7 separate regions of the Mus musculus genome follow, and all the other regions are linked to region 2. A link is a contact called in public Hi-C, HiChIP or PLAC-seq and promoter capture Hi-C data. All regions are on one chromosome and are shown on one strand. The core of a region is the stretch at or near the end of the contact, and the rest is flanking DNA. Distances in the headings are between cores, read along the strand shown. Region 1 has its middle 48 kb from the start of Gm39171. Region 2 holds the start of Irf2 (interferon regulatory factor 2). Region 3 has its middle 11 kb from the start of Gm39171. Region 4 holds the start of Snx25 (sorting nexin 25). Region 5 holds the start of Stox2 (storkhead box 2). Region 6 holds the start of Trappc11 (trafficking protein particle complex 11). Region 7 holds the start of Cdkn2aip (CDKN2A interacting protein).

Region 1 (2,700 bases), core at 135-2,634, 630 kb after region 2:
GTCCAGTCCTCAAGATATCTCATTATGTTTATTAAAATATACCAAAGTCCAAAGACATCCAAAACTAAAACCATTTCTGGTCCCTAGCACTTGCGGTAGAGGACACTCAATACCAAGATGATGAAAACACTCACGGATCCACAGCTGTGAGGTCTCTCAGAACTGAGTAACCACGTTCCTGAGCATGTACTTGTAGTCAGACAAACCATAGCAAACTCATCGCACCGAGGAGAGTTATCTGGCCCCTGAGGTAAGCTTATCCTACTAAAATTCCCATTGCCGTTGCATCTTGTGTTTTAATCATTTTCAGTGGGAGCCTTTGAGCTGAGAGGATCCCTGACAGTTTTATAGAGTCAACGTACAGGACATGGCCACCCCACACAGTGCCCCAAATACCCCGCTTATGTAAGTCTCTGCTTGCTCTTCCTGGAGCAGCAAACGGGCCTGTGACCTGGTTCTGCCTTTCTTCGCTCGCCCCCTAGTGGGGAGACTAAGGCTGCGACAGCAGCTCGAAGAAGAGGAAAAGAGCCTGGAGAAAGGTGTCTAGGACAGGGAGACGGGGCTGGGCTGCCACAAAACCAGAAAGGACGGATACTTAAGGCAAAACATGGTATTTTCCCAAGTTATATAGAATTTTTATTTTAAATTATGCATGCATGCTCAAAAGAAATTAGCCCTTCATCCACCTGTTGGAACTAACGAGCTAGAGCTCTCAAATTTAGACTTGACTCTTAAATGAAAGAAAAATTATATATGTTATTGCATGGGACATCACTTTTCACTCAATACACCCCCACACACACTGCCTGGCAACTAACACACATACATATGTTCTCTCTCTCTCTCACACACACACACACCAAGAAAAGATGTTTGCACCCAGACTGTGTGCACAGCAAGCCTCTCTGGTGTCACTTGAAGCCAGTGTTTTACAAAAGAAACCAACAAAGAAAACCCTTAGTGTGTTGTGTGTTCAGCCAAACTATTCTGGACACAATACCAACAAAGGGTGGGAACTCTGAGCAGCCGCCCTGCCGTAACTCCTTCTGTAGACTCTGCACCTACATTGTTCTTACAAGATGAGGCCTCTTTCTCAGATGTAGCTTATAACAAACAAAACAATCCCAGCATTGCAAATGATTGCCATGAGATCACTAACAAAAGTGTGTGCCGTTATGTGGAAATCACGAGAAGCCAAGGTGAAAGGTCATGGTTCTAACTCCGAACTTCAGTTTTCCTCCATAGCCCATAGTGTAGCCTTTCATAAGGTCACAACTTTCCCAGCTACAAAAATTAGAGACTTGAAAGCTTCCCTCAGAGTTTCTACCCTGGCTTTGATTATCTTAAAAGAAAGTGTGGGCACTATGCCTTCCATTTCCTATGGTCATGGTGCCCTCTAGTGGCTTATAGGAGCTATGACATGTGTAGGTTGTGCTTTCTTTTCTTTCCTCCTTTCCTTTCCTTTCCTTTCCTTTCCTTTCCTTTCCTTTCCTTTCCTTTCCTTTCCTTTCCTTTCCTTTCCTTTCCTTTCCTTTCCTTTCCTTTTTCCTTTCCTTTCCTCTTTTCTTTTCTTTTCTTTCTTTTCTTTTTAACCTGGGAGAACGGTAGGTACAACCTTTCAGTCAATTTGTCTAACCATGGTAACCAGGCATCTGGTCAAATATCCATCTAGATGCCACTGTGTATGTTTTAGATGAGAATAACACTCAGTTGACTCTGGGAAAAGCAGATTACTCTCTCTGATTTGGATAGATGGCCATGGGAACTCAGGCAGCAGGCACCTTTCAGAATCTCCAGCCCCGATCTCCAGCTTGTCTTCCTGTCCAGTTTGGCCCGCTCTGTATGTGCCTGTGTGTCCGGGGAGGAGAAATATGTGTAGAGGGGATGTTCTTGGGGGTAGGAGACAGGGTGCATAGCACTGAGTCTACATCCTATGTCTTTGGAGAACCGTAACAGGGAAAAGGGAGTAATAAATCAAATTACCATACATAAATGTAACAAATTATACACAAATGTAACAAATTATCATACACAAATGTATCATTCCGGGCCATCGGAAAACATTTTTTTTTCTTTTTTAGTTTTTTTTCGAGACAGGGTTTCTCTGTATACCTCTGGCTGTCCTGGAACTCACTTTGTAGACCAGGCTGGCTTCAAACTCAGAAATCCGCCTGCCTCTGCCTCCCGAGTTCTGGGATTAAAGGCGTGCGTCACCACGCCCAGCTGAAAACATTTTAATAACTACAATGACCATAAAAATCATATTAAAATAAAAATGACCCAAAATTTAGTATGTAGTTTTACTCATGTAAAAGTTTTACCTAAATGTGAAAAGTGATTTTCTATTTTACTTTTAATTTTGTATGATCTGCAGGATCAAAATTTAATTTAATCTCATAATGTAAAGTAAAAGTTTTAATGAAGATATTGACAGGTGTGATGGCTCAACAAGCCTTTAGCCCTAGATCTCTGTGAATTCAAGGCCAGCCTAGTCTGCATGGGGAGTTCCAGGCTAGCCAAGGCTACACAGTAACTACTACCCTGTCTCAATCAGTTAAAACATCAAACAGGTATTTGTATTTTACTTTTTTAAAGGATTTATTTATTTATTTATTATATGTAAGTACACTGTAGCTATCTTCAGGCACTCCAGAAGAGGGCGCCAGATCTCATTATGGATGGTTGTGAGCCATCATGTGG
Region 2 (2,700 bases), core at 77-2,576:
GAAGGATCTATTTTGAGGCCACAAGACAGGGTCCTTAATCTCACTGCTCTCCTTCTACAAGGGCATGCATACTTTCCTTTATCCCTGTCTGTGGAATCCACTAATTCTATGGCAAAGAGGAGGTAGAATTATTTTTCAGATGTTTACACATAGATAGTGACAGTCTCCTAGGGTGGGATGCTTTCCCCAGTGGTTAGAGAAGGCAGGTGGTGGGCTGAGGAAACTGTAAGCCAGGCAAGAAGCAGGTGTAACTAAATGTAAGGGAATACTTTTAAAGTTAAGTGACCAAACAGCAAGAGGTTCCAAGCGAGCTGGCCTAGTAGAGCCCATAGGCCGCTGCACCTGTCATAGGTACTGGGCCCTCTTCTTGCATTCAGTATTGTCTCCACGGAACAGCACAGAGGACAGCAGCCAAGGATGTTCAACCAATAAGGACAGCCAAATTTAGGAGTTAACAGGCAGCGTTCCCTCCAGGTTCAGTCCCAATCAAGACAGTTTAAGTTCATGTAACTCAAACCCTTGCATTTTGCAGGAACTGGACCGGTTATGGCAAAGACATGAAGTAACTTTGGAGAGTGACTTTCTAGGGGAAGGCCTTCCTAACCATCCTAGCTTCCACACTGAGTGCCAGGCTGGCCCTTCAACCCCCCTCAAACCCCCCCCCCCCCCCCGTTCCCCAGTAGGAGATCCAATAAAGTAGGGGCACAAGTAATGCCGTCTTTTCAGCTGACTTCGTTCCTTACATTCCTTTGCAGCGGGCGACTTTCCAAGATGAGTTTGTATATGCAGCCTGTGCACAGCGGTTCTGAGCACTTAAGCCACAGGTCGGGAAGGGTCCCCAGGCTTCCGGGGCTCTCTCTGGTCCATCTCCACCCTTCAGGTAGGATGTAGAGTCAGGTCATCTCCTTCCTTCCCTACGGCCACCACCAGCTGGTGGCCAGCTCCCAAGCCAGCGCCCCGTCCACCACTTCTGGTGCCCCACAGTCCCAGCGTGGCCCCGGTGAAAAGCGCGCGCCCTTCGGCGCGATCCCCACGCTCACACGCGCTGCCGCTTGTTGCTCCCCGCAGCCGCGACGTGGGGAAGTGAAAATGAAATTGACTTTTCCGAGAAATGATGAAAGCCGTGCCGGCCGCCAATGAACAGCGGCGGCGAACTTCCGCACCTCCAGGCTGGCGGCTGGAGCCCTCCCTCTGCCTCCACCTCCGGGTTGCACAAGCTTGAAACAAACACTGGGGAGGAAGGGCGGGGAGGGAGGAGGGCGGAGGGGGAGCGAGGGAGGGAGCGGGGCCGGGAGAGGGCGGGGGTGGGGGGGATTTCCAGCCTCGGCTCCTCGCAGTTTCCTCTCCTTGTTTTGCTTTCGATCTGGACTGTTCTCAGGCAAGCCGGGGACTAACTTTTAGTTTTGCTCCTGCGATTATTCAACTGACGGGCTTTCATTTCCATTTTACACACCCTAACAACACTCACACCTTGCGGGATTGTATTGGTAGCGTGGAAAAAAAAAAGCACATTGAGAGGTAACATTTTTTTTTTTCAAATAATAGTTGTGGCTGTGCGTGTGTTTTCTCTCGAGGGCATGTTGACGGGGACAGGAGGAGCTATGTATGTATGTGCGTCCTGATGCTTTGACACGATGTTTTGCAGACGGAAAAATGCCGGGGTTCATAAATATTAATACCGATTTTTGGAGGAAGAGTCGGCGCAGTTATGGATCATCTGATTTTAGGGGAAGCAGGGGTCTGCTGCTGTTGCCGCTGGTACTGGGGCTGCTGAGGCTGCAAAGAGGAGGAGGTAGAGAGGGAGGAGGAGGAGGTTAGTGAAGGTTTAATTTCACTTTTGGATTTGCAGATGAGAAGAGGTGGCTCCATGGACACAGATCTGCTCTGTGTGATTCTGCGCTCCAGGTGTCGTGTGTTGTGGGTACAGGTCCGTTGGAGTCCGGCCTCATTTAAAATAAAATTGGTGTGTGTGTGTGTGTGTGTGTGTTGTATGTGTATGAGTGTTTACAGACACTGTCGCCACCAGGTCCGAGGAAGGGAACCGGGTTCTTCTCGGTGCCCAGCGGCCCTTCTTTCCCGGCGGTCTCTGGTGTAAATAGACTGGCACCCGCGGTCCCTAGATGCCCGTGCCCGGGCAGTGACCACTGTAAACTTGAAGGCTGCCCTAAGGCGGTCCCAGGATGCGCTCGCCCGCGGGGCTTGGGGTCGGGTGACCGGCGTCTGGTGCCAGTGGACACTCGGGCCGGGCGGGCTCCGCGCGCGGCTGGGCGCGGGCCTGGCCGGCGCGCCCGGCTTCCTGGGGACTGGGCCGCCGCCACACGCCAGGAACGTCGCGTCCTCCTCCCCGCCGGCCAGCGTCTGGCCTGGCCTCCGGGCTTTGTCACTGCACTTGTCCCAGCGCGTGAGGCGCCTCGGAGGCGCGTCCCCGGAGGGCTCCGCGCTCAGGGGTCACCCACCCCGGCGCGGCCTAGCTGCGAGTGCCTCCGGGTCCCCGCGGGCGCCCCCGGGGCCGGCCTGGCGCGCTGGGCCCCGACCCGCCTTGGCTACGGAACGGGCGAGGTGTGGGGGCGGGGAACCTCCGGGGACCGAGCGGCGCCCGGCGGGCTAGCATGGGGTTGGGGGTGAGGCTGACGAACGCTTGGGGTCTCCGGGACGTGGTGGGAATGAGTGCCCGCCCTGTGCCCTCCGACCCGCTCCGGG
Region 3 (2,757 bases), core at 202-2,701, 590 kb after region 2:
CAAAAGCTGTGTTTTATATAAGAGTTGCCATGATCATGATGTCTCTTCACAGCAATAAAAACACTAAGCAAAGTCTGTCCCTCTGGATTCAAGGCTCTTTTGTCTGTGCCTAGCTCCCTGCTCTAGATCTGCTCTGATCCTCTGTGCTCTGAGAAGGCTGGCAGTCTTGCCCACTTCCTGCCCCCTCCCCCTTAACTCACTGTGGGAGATAAGCCATGTACCATCCAAAGAGAAGCCACCCGCCTTTCTATCTGGTAAGCCCAGGGCAGAGCCAACAAACTGTTCCAATGGATACCAACAAAGAGTGACTATGTGGGGCAAGCATTAATTACAGGACAGGCTGGCATGGGAAACAGATGTCAAGGCTCTAAAAGGAACACTTCCTCAGCAGGTTATAAAAGGACAGAGTCACCATCTCTGTCCCATGTCCTACAATAAAGCACCAGGGGAATAAGGCTGTCCTGAAAGACTGTGACATTTTTTATTTGCTTTTGATAACAAAGTGACCAAGAACAAGAGACTAAACGTCCACTGAAGGCTCATCTGACACAACCTCCCAGGGCATCCCAGGCCAGGAGACGGCTTACCTGGCCCTTCTCTGCTGTGGCCTTGTGTTCCAGCCTCCCAGATTTATCTGTGTGACCTTTCTACCTCCCTCCTTGCAACATTTTTATTATTGTTTATTATATTTGTTTATCCAATTTCATACATGTTATACATAACAGACTGAGTTTGTTTTCATATTTTAAAGATCACTATTTAACCCTGCAGTCAAATAGTCTCAAGAAGGCGTCTGGAAGTGTCACGGTTATAGCTGTAGTGAAATTCCTAGACTTCTGTCAGCAAATGGAAATGGAGACTTTTGAGAAGGAACCCCCCCCCCCATGCATATCAGGCGTTGTATACAATGGATATGGGTAGCAAACACGCATCTGCTCTCATCTACTCTGAAACCTATTGGGCTGCTTTTCCTCTGTCCTAGACAGGAAACAGTCAACAAAAGCCTAGCCACCAATTCTTTAACAGGTGAAATAGAGCCTGACCAAGAGGATTAAAAATATAAACAAAAGAGGGGCCTTTTTCTTCGCTCTAATGTGTACCAGAGTATAAAGACAAACTACTTCTGGTCATGTTAACTTACAAGCTCGGAGTCACTGTTTCCACTGTCTCTCTTCTAACCACCTAGTATTTTACATACTCTTAAGTGCAGAGTTGGTTCGAATCGAATCAGCAACATTAAAAGGTTGATTTATTATGATTAAACAAATAAGTACAGCCGGTACCTATAACTGTACTTGCGTAACACACCTTGTCCCAAAGCAGCCTCCCAATGAAGTACAATGCCTAACCTAAGATTGTACCTCTGTAACCAAGCAACTAGGTTTCAGCCAATCACAGCCATCAGGCTTTTCCCAGTCCTGGCTGCTGCCGATCAGGCCATGCCCATATAAGGTGAATGCTGACTGTGGCCAATCAGGTTGCTTCTCTATGTCACTTCCTCTCTCTTGCTATAACTATAACCTGTTCGGTGCTGACACAGAAGTGGGCTCCTCGGTAGCTTTCCAGCCCCTCTGACAATGCCTGACAGCATCACAGTGGAGGGATTTGCATGTCTTTATTGCCGATTTTCTTCCCTCTGGGTGACAAACTGTATCTTAAGATAGCGCTCCGTGCTTGATTGGTTCTGTCATGTGTACTAAAGACAGGCTAGATCCTGCAGGACTGGAAGCAAATAGCTGTACAATCAATACGTATCTCTTCCTTAAAGCTACAGAAATAGCCTGAGCCTGGGGAGACAGCAAAAATCAGTAGATTGCCTGGCGTGGAGTACTCAGAACCATCTGCAAAGGTTTAGGTTCTACAAACTTTCCTCTTCCTCTTCCCTCTTCTCCCCCTCCCCTTCCCCCTCCACCTCCTCTTCTTTTTTATTTTTAATTTTGGTGGTAGGCTTCTTTGTTTTTCTTTTTCTTTCCTGTTTGTTTCTTTGTTTGTTTATTGAATCAGTGTCTCGCCATGCTGTATGCTTGTCTAGAATTCTCTCTGTAGCCCAGGCTGACCCAGAACTTTCAGTCCTCACAGAGTAATAAGATTATAGCCTGTGCCTAGGACCTACTTCTTGCTCAAGTAAAAAAATTAACTTAAACTGCTCTCTGTTTCCCATCAGCACAACAAAATTGCCAGTCCAGCTGCTCAGGCAGGAAACAAAGTGTCAGAAGTGCTACTGGTGACAAGCAGAAGGCCAGGGTGATGAAAGGCTTCCCATATGTCTAAATTTTACTCTAGTTCTAGACTTTAAACAACTATTAAAGAAATGCTAGTTTAAACTTAGCAATAGGGATACAAAGGAGATCTCGAGATACACAAAATGCCATAATTCATGCATTTTTAAAAATATTTATTTATTTATTTATTTATTTAGTATATGTAAGTACACTGTAGCTGTCTTCAGACACTCCAGAAGAAGGCATCAGATTCCGCTACAGATGGTTGTGAGCCACCGTGTGGTTGCTGGGATTTGAACTCGGGACCTTCAGAAGAGCAGTCGGTGCTCTTAACCACTGAGCCATCTCGCCAGCCCGATGCATGCTTTTTTCCCAGGAAAATAGCATATTAGACTCCATATCTTTTCTGTGGAATTCTGTGTTGCATTAACAGATCAAAAAAAAAAGATTTATATTAAAAATATTCAGTTGGAAGAGGAATAGAATTATTCAGCCCTAAGAACCAGTGCCAGGCTTGAGAGATGGCTTGGAGGTT
Region 4 (2,975 bases), core at 296-2,795, 590 kb before region 2:
TTTTGAAAAGTAGGAAGCTCTTCCAGAAAGTAATAAACGGTTCATGCCATAAGCAAATAGAAACTCTGGGGACAGCAGTCACTCTAACAAACGTTTTTATGAAGTTGAGCCACTGCCATTGCTCTGGCTCCCAAGATCTCGGGCAATTTTAGTTTTATGAAGATATCAATCAGCCAAGTCCGGTAAAATGAAGGTCCTTTTAAAGGGTTATTATAAACAGACTGGAGGTAAAGTTTGATTTAAGGCAAACAGGGTTGGTAGGAAGGAGGGCAAAGCACGTTGAAAATCCAGTTCTTTCCTACGTTCCGCAACATAACCACAACCCTGATGTCCTACACCTGCCTGAGGACAGCTTTTCCTCTTAACAAACGACAGTGGTTCCTGGTGAGCATGCCACCCCCTCAACCCCCTCAAATAGACATCCACCTGAGCTGCATGACAACTTAACCAACATGGTGGAAGACAGGACCTTACAGGTATGAAGTACACGGGGCCCATTGAGTGAGCTCCCTCGGACTGGGTGACCTAACCAAGTTTTCTCTTCTGTAAGCCGTCATAAAGTTATCTCCCAACCACTACAGATCGAAGAACCAAACAGGAGCATCAGTGATGAATGCGAAGCCTGCCTCCCGTGGGTGCTGTAAGCGGATTTTTCTCGGCACTCACCAACTGCACTTCAACATCGGAGACCCGCCTGGATGGATCTCTCTGTGCAGAGGATGGTGGATGAGTTAACTACAGCGCCTAAAACGGCGCGCGTGACCAAGCCCGCGCAGCCCAGTCTTCCGCGGGCTTCGGCTGCCGGAGGGCCACCCGGCCGGAGCCCCCCGGGGTCTGCGCGCGCACGAGGCCGCGGGCACGCGAGGCAGTCGAGACCGGTACTCACCCGCAGCGGACAGCGGACGGTCGCCGCCAGCCGGCTCCAGGAAGAGACGAAGTCCGGCGGCTGGGCGCGCGGGCTCCAGCAGACGAGCGAGACCAGTGTCCCCAGCAGCAAGGCGGCCGCGGCGCAGCTCAGGTACAGGCTGAGGCGCAGCAGCACGGCGCCCGGCCCCGTGCCCGCCGCCGGTCCCCAGCCTGGGACCAGGCAGCACAGCGCCAGCACTGCCAGGGCGGCCACGGCCGCGGGCCCCCGCCAGCCCCAGCCCGGGCCGTCCGCCGTCCGCGGCCGGTCCGCGGAGCCCCGGGCAGCGCGGCAGGCGTCTGCGGCGGACGTGGGGCCGCGGCGGGCGCCGCTGCTGTCGGTGGCATCGCGGTGCATGCTGCTTCCTGGGCCGCTGGCGACAGGCTCATCTCCCGGCCCGCAGCCCCCCGGCGCCGCCCCGGGCCGTGGCCTGTGCGCGGCGCCCCGCCGCCTCGCCGCTCCCGCCGCCGCTCGCGAGGCAAGGGCAGCCCGCGCTCATGCCCTCGCCGGCGGCCCTGAGCGGGAACCGCTCCAACAGACACCGCCGCGCCCCCCCTCCCGCCTCGGTGCCGCCGCCCCGCGCCGGGCCCGCAGCTGCCCGCCGACCGGGCGCGCCCAGGTAGCGGGACCGCGAGGGGGACTGAAACCCCAAGGGCTCGAGACGCGCGGGGGCGGGGGCGGGACCTGCGGCTGAGTGACAGTGGGGCGGGGTCGCCCCGCCCACCCGGGGCGGGGGCGGCCGGAAAGGGGCGCGACCAATCGCAGTGGACCCCGCTACTTCCCGAGCCCCGCCCCCGCCCCCCGGGGACCGCGTCTGTTCGTGGAAAATTTTGCTGCAGGTGTCAGAAGCCTGCGTTGAGCTCCGCTCAGGTACCCCCTTATTTTCGTCTCTCCGCTCCTCGCCTTGCCTACAGCCCCATACCAGACGCCAGCCTTGTTCTCTAGCTCTCTGATTAACCTCGTACTGTCCCTGATCCTCTCTTTTACTACTTTCTTCCAACGGACCCCACTCCACTGCCCAAGGGTAGGGGACTAAGACAAACCTGGAGGAGTCAAGCGAAGCCTGTGGTTCCCACTTACTTATGGAAAGACTCCCCAGTGCCAGAGAGTGTACATAGCTGCCACAATCGATTTGGCTCCGATTTTGTGTTTTTGTTGCCAACAACTACTCGGTACAAAAGCTGTTACCCACGCAAAAGAAACTGGTTCAAAGAATTTTGAGAGAACATATTTTCCTTTCCTCTCTTGACTGCAGCCGGTAGTCTACAGACGATGTTTGCTGAGATGAAAGATGTCCAAATGCTGCTCAATACTGTAACAGAGCTGCCAAAGCCCATAAAGGGTGTTGACTGTCTTAGAGGGATGATGGAAATGAAGGATTTCTGAAGACACTGGGAGAGGAGATAGAGTAGAGAAGACAAAAAAAAAAAAAAAAATGAAATAAGAAAATAAGAGAAGCTTGACAGATAAGGAGCTAGCACCCCCATGACACTGAGATGAAGAAGTCCAGGTTCTTTAACTTGTACTATTTTGTTTTGTGACAGGGTCTCTCTGTGTAAACCTGGCTATCCTGAAACTCACTATGTGGACCAGGCTAGTCTGGACCCCCCCAGAGATCTACTTGCCTCTGCTTTCAGAGTGCTGGAATCAAAGGTGTGCAGCCTAGGTTTGCAGTGTTCGCTAATATGGTGATGGGTAGTGCCCTCCGAGTAGCAGACAAGTAACATAGGTGTTACAATGCAGTGTTATATATTGTGGCTACACTGGGTTTTTGGTTTTGTTTTGTTTTTTTCTGTAAAGGGGTTGTTCCATCTGTAATAAGTATTGTGCCATTTCATCAAAAAAAAGGAAAAAAGTCACAATACTCATGAATAAAGTGCTTGCTTACTTGCTTGCTTAAAACAAAGTATTACACAAAAAAGTTATTATTCAAGAAAAGGTACAGGTATACATTAACAATCCACCCATGTATTCATTCCAGGTCTTCATAATAAATTTCCCCAATGGCATATGGATTTCAAGTGGGAGACGAAGTCATAGATTTAAAAAGCATACCTAAAATTTAATTCTA
Region 5 (2,842 bases), core at 142-2,641, 550 kb after region 2:
GCTCGCCGCAAGGTTGTGCTCCGGGTCTTCTTCATGGTGGGAAAGGGCGACCCTGGTGCCCCGATAGTAGGGCCTCAGCGCCAGGGCGCAGCGCGCTGCTTCATCCGTCTACCGAGGCCACGACCCGGGAGGACTCTGCGCACATTTTTTCCCCCAGCCCCTCTTCTCGTCGGTGTCTACACCGCCGGCGGCAGGTCCGGCCCTCCCCACGCCCCCCCACACCCCCACGGAGAAGGCTCGGATTTTACACTCGTCCCACAATGCATTCCACTTCATTTGCAATCCGCCGGGCTTCCAGCTTCCAGATTCCTGAGGGGGAAGGCACGTTGGGAGGCTCGGCGGCCGGGAGGGGGCGGCCCGGGTGGGGGCGCCGAGACTTGCAGCGTGGAAGCAATGGGAGCGCAGACAATGGCCCGATTCAGCGCAGGAGTGCTTAGCCAACTGTGCGCCACAGCACAAAAGACCCAAACAAATGAGGAAGCCGAGGCCTCCGGGGGCCGACCCGGGATCGCACGCCCCGGCAGCTTGACCGGTGGGCGGCAGCCCCAACCGCACTAGGAGGCTTCAGCGCGAGGCGTGGGGATGACAGCGTCCGAGTCGCGTCCCCCTGGACCTCCCAGCCGCGAGGGCCGCAGTCCCCGGCGCCCGCTGTCTCTGCTTCTCTCTCGCAGTCCTCGGGAGGCAGTCTTCATTCCAGAGGCTCGAACGGGGGGCGCACGGGAGCACCGGGACCGCCGCTGCGACAACGCAGGAAGAGCCCCGTTGGGTGCTGGCGACCGCGGCGCGCCGTCAGGCTTCCTCCTTCCGAGGCTGGCGGGGGCGCGGGAGGGTGGGGGCGCGTGCCGACACGCGTGGGTCCCCCGCCGCAGGCATACTCTTACTCACGGGCCGCGGTGGCTGCGGAGCCCGGCGATCGGCCCCCGCGCGAGGCCATCGCGGCTCGGGGACTAGCGCGTTGCGCTCTGGCACCGCCGAAAGCGGGACGGCTACCCAGTGTCATGCTAATCTCGGGGCAGCGCGGAGGCTCGGCGTAGATCCCCGCAGCAAAGCCCCAGCGGCGACGGCGACGGCGGCGGCGGCGGCGGCGGCGCGGGGCCTGGGCCCTGCGGATGACACCGCGCGGATCGTTCCACGTCTTTCCGATGGTCCCTCCCCCTCGCTCCGAGGGCTAGCCTTCGTGGGAACGCGCTGATCTGCGGCGCCCGGCCTGGTCCACCTGCGCCCAGCCGGAGACGCGGGGCGCCGCGAACGCGCGGGGACGCCAGGCCCACGCCGACTGCCACGCGCCAACGGCCTGCGCCCTCTGCGATCCTGAGTGGAAGTCACTCCCCAATGGCCTGGTTGCGCTGGCGGGCCCGGGGCCTCTGCACCGCCGGGCCCTGCACAGCTGCTTATGGTCCAAGCACCAATCGCTGCAGGACAGCGGTGCGCGCGGAGGAGGGGGCGCGGGCCAGACGCGAGGTCACGCCGAGTTAAAGGCGCCCGGCCTGGCCGCCAGCCCCGCCACGCGCCGCCACTCCCATTCTTATCCACCACTCTCACCTCCCCATTTGGGTTGCCAAAAATGCGTTTTGAGCTCTAAACAAGGAGAATAAACTTGATTGCCTCTGGAGGTGATCTGTCATTTCCCGTTTGAGCTGGGTGGTTTTTTTTTTTTTTTTTCTTTCTTTCTTTCTTTTTTTTTTTTTTCCTTTTCTTTAATGCATCTGTGACAACGAGACGTTCCCAATCATTTTTAAAGGTGGCATTCCACGCTGATGGGTGACAAGATGCAGAGCCAGCAATAGGAAGCCTTCATGGAAACGTGTATTCAGCAGTCGGAGGGCCCTAAAGGGTTAAGATTCAGGAAGCTCTGGCAAGACATCCAGGAGGCAGAAAGGCAATGAGATCTAGAAGGGAGGCCATCATCCATCTCCAGTATGTGGCTTGGTAATACATAGCCAGAACAACCTCTCTGTGGATACCAAGGGGGTGGGGATAAAAAGCCACAAGTCGCATATAAAACCTATAACTACATCAAGCAATATTAATTACTAACTACAAACCTATTAGCTAAATGTTTAGCGACCTCCTTTTAGATTCAAGACAAGCCTTTAAAAGGTACCCTTTGCTAAAATGGCAAGGAACAGAAAGACGACTGGTTTAGAAGATCAATGTGTAAAGGGCCATAGAGGTGAATTTTTTGTTAATGTTTTCACGAATGGGCGTTACTGACATTCAGGTATCTCAAATCAACAAAACATCAGTTCTCAAGACACCAAAATGGTCACACAAATTTTTGCAGTAATTATGACTTAAGAGGGATTGTGATCATGTGACAACTTTGGTATTCATTCACTGAGCAGATTAAATAGGCAACATACCAAATATGGTCCCATGCAATGAATGGTCCAGCAGAAAAGAAATGCAGGAAGCTGAGTTAAAGCCAAAAGTTGTGCCACATTTTATAAAGATGCATTAACCTCTGTGAGGCATGCCAGTAGCTGGGGCCTAGAGCATGAAGAGCCCCTCAAAGAGTGAAGGGATTGGTGTCCAGGGCCATGGGAACAAGTGCGACGGTCCTGAAGTCTAAACCAGTCTTGGTTTCTGTTGGAAGAAATGCAAGAAGGCCAGTATGGCTGGAGTCAGAGCTGAACAGGAAAGCCGTGGGCGGTGAGGTCAGAGAGAGGGAGCGTAGATCATGCAGGGACTTGCTAGCCATGTTCAAAGTTTTATTTCCTACTCTTGATGGACTGGGGGCCACAGAAGAACTCAAAGCAAAAATACAGCCATAATTTTATAATTTCTATATAGAAGGAGTTTAGAGGGTATAATATAAGGCAGGGGCTAGTTGGTAATTACA
Region 6 (2,700 bases), core at 114-2,613, 790 kb after region 2:
AGTCTAGATGAGAATGTGAAAGGGCCTTTTCCCTTGATCTTAGAGGCTCCAAAGAAATAGCTGTGGCCCTTGAATATTGACCGGCTATAAGGGGAAGTAGAATAAACTTGCAAAGTTTTAAAATTAGCACCACCTGAGAGGTATACAGCATGAATCAAAGAAAAAAAAAGTCAAAATTTCCAGCAGTTATGTTAGAAGGGAAAAGAGAAGTTGGCTCAGAAAGCACTCCTGAAAACCCATCATTGGAGAGGCAGAGGCAGGGGGCAGTTTCAGGCCAGCCAGGGCTATGGAGATATCAAAGACAGCCTCCCAACTCCCCCCCAAAAGAAAAAGAAAGATGTGGGATTTTAGATATATTCTATTTTAGCCAACAATATTTTCCAAACATCATTATAAGTTATCGATGAACTTGTAAAAACCTATTTGTGCATTGTCTTCAAGCCTGTGCGTATTTTATAGGAACTGCACACCCTCCGTTAAACTAGCAGATTTCAAGTGCTCTCTAGCCTTCCCTTAGTTACTGGCTCTCACAGCTGACAGTGTAAATCTTTTCCAACAACGTCATGAAAACTACACCAGCAATCCCGGCTTTATTCTACCTTACAAGCTTGGACACTTGCAATGGTCCTGACTATGCTGTAGGAAAATTTAAAAAGGAACGGAACAGGACAAGTGTTGACTGAATAGATTTCAGTGACACACAGGAAAGAAATCGCTTCCTGATTTCCCGGAAAATAATGGAGAAACCAAGCAAACCATTGACAGAGAGGGAACATGGAGAAGTACAAAGTTAAGTCCTCAGCACCAGATCACCTCGTCAGTGCAATCTATCATAGAAGAGAAACAAGCTAACCCAATCAGAGTATCTACTAAAGAAGACGGCTATCAATAAACAGGTGGTTTGGGATGCAAGTCACCGGCTAACAAGCAAGGATTCAGAGACATCCGATTGCAAAACGCTCAAATGAAGAACCAAAGGGCTGTCCCTAGGATCTCAGCATTAGGCTCTAGTAGCTGCCACTGGGCAAGGAGAATAACCTCAAAGTCCTAGAAACTGACATTATTTTCCTCCACCACTCCCACCTCTCTGGCAATAATTCTTTGCAGGGGAAGGAGAAACGCCAAGATTGCATCGGTGGACGCCAAGGGGAAACGCAGGCCACCAAGCCAGCCGGGATAGCCTGGCCTGGAAGGTCTCTGGGCCCAACTCACCCTGGCCGCACGCCCTGGACCCGCTGCAGCTGCGGCGAGTCGCCGTCAGCCCCGAAAGAGGCAAGAGAGCCAGGCAGGGGCGTCTAGGAATGCGGCCACCGACAAGCAACAGCCCCAGCCGCAGACCGGGCGACAGAAGGCGACACTTCCTTTTCCCCGCCTCCGCTGGCACAGGAAGCACTTCCTGGGCTTGAGTGACAGCACTCCACACCAGTCCTGGAATAGAACGGGTTTCCTTGTTAGGAAGGTGTTCCATTTCCTAGAGGAGAAAGAGTTGGGGGCGGAAAGAGAAGGAGCCAATAGGAGACGCGATCGTGAGAAGGGGCGGGGCTTCCTCGGTACCGCCCATCAGTAACTGGTCAGAGGTCTAGGTGTCCCTTAACGTGATCCCGGTTCCCGATCACACATAACGCGATCCTGGGTTCCCGGCCCACAATCGACTGCCGGTGGCTTGGTGCTGCCGAGGATCTGGAGCGCACGAGGTCGTACCCACGGCTGCGAGGAGGATTTCTCTAGACCGAGGCGCGGAAACGGGGTGCCCCGGCCTCCCGCCCGCTGCCCGCCCGTTCATCGCGGTAGCGAACGCCGTGCGCCCGGCACGATGGGTGCCAACGAGGACCAAGAGGTGAGAACCCAGGACTAGACACCCCTGTCCCGGCGCAGGTCACGACGTGGAGCACCCAGACTTCGCACGTGTCCTTTGCTCTGAGAACCTTCTTCGCCTGTCCGGATGTCCCACGTTGGTGGTTCCCCTGCCAGATAGCACTGGGCAACCTTATGGCCAGCAAGCACGAATGGGTTACGTGAGACTCAGCCTCCCGCTTCCCTCATTTGTCATTTTTGTATTTAGGTCTTCCTAGATTTCCTTGGTAAGATGAGTGTCCTTGGTCCACGACCCTAGAGCACTTGGCCGTCCTTAAATCCCTTGTGTGGCTTAGCGCTTGTGTGTCGAGTTATTCTGTCTTCAAATCTGAACGCCTTTAAATTTGAAAACTTGTGGTCTCGTGGAAAGGGTCGATCGAGTAAGTAAAATCTCTACAGAAAAATGAATGACCCTGGTGTTTCGGTTTCTGTCCATAATGCTCAGTGAAGTCACTCCTCAGTCTGTTGTTGAGGGATATACAATATTTTTGAGCATCCTCATGTCAATCAGAATTTTGTAGTTTGTGTTTTGGTTTTTGTTGTTGTTGTTATTGGTGGTGGTGGTTTGTTTGCTTTGCAAAATATCAAAGTCGGAAGGAATAGGTCCTATAAATCACCTGTCATTGAACTTTCCAACTCTGTAATGTGTCCAGATGAAAAAGGAAAAAGAGCACCCTAGCTTGGTGAACGTGGTAGAGTAAGGATTAGAAGATAAATCCCACCTGGCGGTAGTGGTGTACGCCTTTAATCCCAGTGTTAGGGTGGCAGAGGCAGGCTGATGTCAGAGTTTGAGACTAGCCTGGTGTTCCAAAAATGCCTTCTCAAACAAAGAAGACAAATCTTATG
Region 7 (2,700 bases), core at 58-2,557, 970 kb after region 2:
AATATGATTAGTTTTTAATATTAAATTAACAGCATCAGACATTGGACTTGAAAATCTAAAAGTTAATCAAATTCAGCACCAAAACAGACAGACAGACTCAGACAGACACACATACACACACAGTGTAGCTTTAACATTTTAACTAGATTAATACAGCATACACATTCTGGATTGTTAAAAAAAATTAGTAATGACAGCGATTCCTAATTTTATAAAGCATATTTTCTAAACTCCTATGTATGTTCACATCTATGATCTGCTAACCATTGCTACTTGATATCCCTCTTTTCTTCACCTTGGCAACCAGTTCGTCTCGTGTGGTATGGATTGGAGCATCTGTCACTTTGATGCCTTCAGCCATACTAAGAATTTTATCCATAACTTTTTGAGGGTACCTGAAAAAGAAGCAAAAGTCGCTCTCAAGAAGTGGTTTGTTTTTGTTGTTGTTATGCTTTATTTTTTTTTTTCCGAAAGTACTGGCAGCGTGAGGAATGCAGGAGTGCGCAGACTGCATTTCCTGGTCGTGATCAAAGTGTACGAACCGCGCGACAATCGAAGATGGCCCAGACGAATGCCCTAAGGGCTCGGGAGGCGGGTCTGTGCCAGGGAACCTTTAAACTCGGGGTCTCCCGGGCAGATACTGTCAGCTAAGCACCAACAACTCCATCTGCCGGGCGCATACCACCCGGACGCCCGGCAACTGTGAGGTCGGGGACAGCCCCGGACGCCCTTCCTGCTCTCCCTCCGAGGACCCACAGTGTCACACCGATTCCCGCGCTTCCCAAGCGGCCCTCCCCAGCGTCGCCGGTCCCCGCGAAAGCGCTCCCCGGCCAGCGGCAGGGGGCGTGGAGCAAAGCCCGGAAGGCTGGCTGGAGAGCGACGCTCCCTCCACTCACCGGCACCCTAGGAAGACATGGTTCGCCCAGGCCATGGAGAAGGAGACCAGCTGCTGGAGCTGCCGAGTGCGGGCTCCGCTCTCCGCGTCCGCAGTCTCGTCGGTGGCGGGGACCAGGTCCCCGGCATTGCGAAGCAGAAACTCCCGGCGGTGGCGCCAGTGTTTGTCCGTCTCGCCCTCGCAGCGCAGCGTCTCCACCCAGGCGGCTACCCGCGGGTTTTGGCTCAGGTACTCGGACACCTCCTGCGCCATGTTGGGGACCCTGCGGGACGGGGAGAGCGCAAGCGCACGGAGCCCCGGGGGCGAAGCGGCCCTGTGTCAGCGCGGCCTGCACCGGCGGCCCTCCCGAGAACGCCCCTCCAGGAGCCCAAACCCCAAACAACAGAACAAGGCGCCGACGAACCGCCCACTTCCGCCGGCCACCGCCTCGCTCCCTTTTATAACCTCGCCGCCGCCGCTGCCGCCGCGCGCACACGCGACCTTCCGGCGCGAGCGCGTCCTCCCAGGATGCTTTGCAGCGCCCAGTCGCCAGCGACTCGCTCGGCGGTCGCGCCGGCGGAGGCGGGGCCGAGGCGACTTCAGCGGCCAGCGGCCCTCCCCGCCCTCGGCGCCTAGGGGCGGCCGCTGGGGCGTTCCGCCGGCGCTTTGTGACGCCGCGCTCCGGGGGGCCGGGAGAGGGGGGCGGTGGGACAAAGCGGGCGGAGCGCGGAGACCTGGAGGCGTCCGAGTTGCCGCCCCGCCCCTCCTGCGCGTTCCGCCCTCGGACGCTCGCGGTCGCACGCGGCCAAAATAAACAAAAGCTGGCTTCCGCGCCTGCGCCCTGCCGCGAAAGCCGCTGAACCCTTGGGCCCGAGGCTCGGAAGGTCTCCGGGCGTTTGGGGACCTGCGGATGCCTTGTGGGATGGGGACAATAAAAGTACCGAGCACGGTTGTAACTTAACGACGAGCACAAGCGGCTCCTCCAGTTGGATCTAACCGGCTCTTTGAAACCAGGCCTTTGCGCTTGCGCCCCACGATCTGGCTGGGTTTCCGCGGTTTCTTAAGTTCCTGGTTCAACCCGCTTCCTCTCCCTTAACGCTTTTGGTCCCCGAACTATAAATGACCCCGTGCCAACTGGTTTTAACTGTTAATCCCGGTTGGACCAAAATGGAAATGTATCTGCTTATCTCGTCCTGGCCTCAGTCCTCAAGAGCAACTGCTTCTGCATTTGTTTTGTTTTGTTTTATGAGTTCGATTTTTTGCTTGCATGTGTGTCTGTGCTACATGTGTGGGCCTGGTGCCCTTGGAGGCAAGAGAGCAATGGCTCTCCTGGAGTTGAGTTGACCCAGGATTTTGAGCGCCCTGTGGGTGCTGGGAATTGAACCCAGCGCCCTGTGGGTGCTGGAGGTCTTCTCTAAGATCTCGTACTACTGAGCCATCTCTCCAACCCATGGATTTTTTTTTCTGGCGTGTTTATTAACATTTCCAAGTCTAGGTATGTGTCAATAAATCAAAGGATCAATGTAATAATATGAGATAGTGATAAATTATGTAATTGAATTTTCCCTCAATAGATTTTTGCGTTTTGTTGTGAAAATGCTTAAATCAGAATAATCACGCAAAAATTCAGTCATTTGGTTACTAAACTTGATAGCCATGGGCCTGTGCCCCAACACTGTTCAGCTCCAATAAGGCAATTAGAAGGGACACGTTAGTAGTGGAAAGCAGGAAAAGGCTTTCAAAGAGGCCACACTGGCAAGGAGAGACAAAGCACCCCTTTAATTCCAGCACTCTGGAGCAGAGGCAGGGGGATCTCTGTGAGTTGA

The links. Promoter capture Hi-C pulls out the DNA fragments that hold promoters and counts their contacts. A called contact is a pair of places that touch in the nucleus more often than the background predicts. HiChIP or PLAC-seq counts read pairs in DNA pulled down with a chosen protein or histone mark. Capture Hi-C pulls out chosen DNA fragments and counts their contacts.
Region 1: a contact with region 2 is called in a promoter capture Hi-C map of hippocampal neurons, with 10 times the contacts expected there. The contact joins the enhancer-like site here to the promoter of Irf2 in region 2. A contact is called at or near these places in 18 of 39 promoter capture datasets (the 3T3-L1 cell line, 3T3-L1-derived adipocytes, the C10 cell line and 10 more), 1 of 15 datasets of contacts at CTCF or cohesin (large pre-B cells), 9 of 484 Hi-C or Micro-C datasets (embryonic stem cells, palatal mesenchyme and pre-B cells), 15 of 115 datasets of contacts at active chromatin or transcription factors (the SCID.adh cell line, SST interneurons, acute myeloid leukemia and 11 more) and 2 of 9 other capture datasets (adipose tissue and embryonic stem cells).
Region 3: an H3K4me3 HiChIP or PLAC-seq map of stem cell-derived neural progenitor cells shows a contact between it and region 2, with 4 times the contacts expected there. The contact joins the enhancer-like site here to the promoter of Irf2 in region 2. A contact is called at or near these places in 2 of 39 promoter capture datasets (cranial neural crest and embryonic stem cells), 3 of 115 datasets of contacts at active chromatin or transcription factors (cardiomyocytes, large pre-B cells and stem cell-derived neural progenitor cells) and 1 of 9 other capture datasets (embryonic stem cells).
Region 4: a contact with region 2 is called in a promoter capture Hi-C map of embryonic stem cells. The contact joins the promoter of Snx25 here to the promoter of Irf2 in region 2. A contact is called at or near these places in 6 of 39 promoter capture datasets (the 3T3-L1 cell line, the C10 cell line, the SN4741 cell line and 3 more), 4 of 484 Hi-C or Micro-C datasets (CD4 T cells, Th1 cells and embryonic stem cells), 4 of 115 datasets of contacts at active chromatin or transcription factors (astrocytes, embryonic stem cells, memory CD8 T cells and 1 more) and 2 of 9 other capture datasets (adipose tissue and macrophages).
Region 5: a contact with region 2 is called in a Hi-C map of embryonic stem cells, with 2.4 times the contacts expected there. The contact joins the promoter of Stox2 here to the promoter of Irf2 in region 2. A contact is called at or near these places in 5 of 39 promoter capture datasets (cranial neural crest, embryonic stem cells, hippocampal neurons and 1 more), 15 of 484 Hi-C or Micro-C datasets (cerebellum, embryonic stem cells and palatal mesenchyme), 3 of 115 datasets of contacts at active chromatin or transcription factors (SST interneurons, embryonic stem cells and large pre-B cells) and 1 of 9 other capture datasets (embryonic stem cells).
Region 6: a promoter capture Hi-C map of liver shows a contact between it and region 2, with 2.5 times the contacts expected there. The contact joins the promoter of Trappc11 here to the promoter of Irf2 in region 2. A contact is called at or near these places in 5 of 39 promoter capture datasets (the HPC-7 cell line, embryonic stem cells, liver and 2 more), 3 of 484 Hi-C or Micro-C datasets (effector CD8 T cells, embryonic stem cells and muscle stem cells), 2 of 115 datasets of contacts at active chromatin or transcription factors (astrocytes and neural tube) and 1 of 9 other capture datasets (liver).
Region 7: a contact with region 2 is called in an HNF4G HiChIP or PLAC-seq map of pancreatic cancer cells. The contact joins the promoter of Cdkn2aip here to the promoter of Irf2 in region 2. A contact is called at or near these places in 1 of 39 promoter capture datasets (embryonic stem cells), 2 of 484 Hi-C or Micro-C datasets (both in embryonic stem cells), 4 of 115 datasets of contacts at active chromatin or transcription factors (astrocytes, extraembryonic endoderm stem cells, memory CD8 T cells and 1 more) and 1 of 9 other capture datasets (adipose tissue).

What each region holds. Positions count from the first base shown.
Region 1 is chr8:47,370,442-47,373,141 of GRCm38.p6, forward strand. It overlaps a transcript of Stox2 not described here. Among named protein-coding and RNA genes, the nearest start is that of Gm39171, 48 kb to the left of the region's middle. Within about 2 kb of position 1,385, at least 30 of the 459 cell types and tissues checked have an H3K27ac peak or open chromatin away from gene starts, as enhancers often do. A contact at or near this core is called in SST interneurons, adipose tissue, hippocampal neurons and 1 more, where this site is marked.
Region 2 is chr8:46,738,419-46,741,118 of GRCm38.p6, forward strand. It overlaps Irf2 (interferon regulatory factor 2), which reads left to right and starts at 1,327. Exons shown (of 9, transcript NM_008391.4): 1 at 1,327-1,518. It overlaps Gm16675 (predicted gene, 16675), which reads right to left and starts at 1,097. Exons shown (of 3, transcript NR_045750.1): 1 at 744-1,097.
Region 3 is chr8:47,332,925-47,335,681 of GRCm38.p6, forward strand. It overlaps a transcript of Stox2 not described here. Among named protein-coding and RNA genes, the nearest start is that of Gm39171, 11 kb to the left of the region's middle. Within about 2 kb of position 1,452, at least 169 of the 459 cell types and tissues checked have an H3K27ac peak or open chromatin away from gene starts, as enhancers often do. A contact at or near this core is called in embryonic stem cells and stem cell-derived neural progenitor cells, where this site is marked.
Region 4 is chr8:46,150,896-46,153,870 of GRCm38.p6, forward strand. Snx25 (sorting nexin 25) reads right to left here and starts at 1,546. Exons shown (of 19, transcript NM_001372342.1): 1 at 887-1,546. The coding sequence starts at 1,261.
Region 5 is chr8:47,288,011-47,290,852 of GRCm38.p6, forward strand. Stox2 (storkhead box 2) reads right to left here and starts at 1,392. Exons shown (of 4, transcript NM_001114311.1): 1 at 1-1,392. The coding sequence starts at 35.
Region 6 is chr8:47,532,107-47,534,806 of GRCm38.p6, forward strand. Trappc11 (trafficking protein particle complex 11) reads right to left here and starts at 1,364. Exons shown (of 30, transcript NM_177240.3): 1 at 1,213-1,364. It overlaps Rwdd4a (RWD domain containing 4A), which reads left to right and starts at 1,539. Exons shown (of 8, transcript NM_203507.3): 1 at 1,539-1,837. The coding sequence starts at 1,814.
Region 7 is chr8:47,712,624-47,715,323 of GRCm38.p6, forward strand. It overlaps Cdkn2aip (CDKN2A interacting protein), which reads right to left and starts at 1,308. Exons shown (of 3, transcript NM_172407.3): 1 at 897-1,308; 2 at 265-395. The coding sequence starts at 1,147.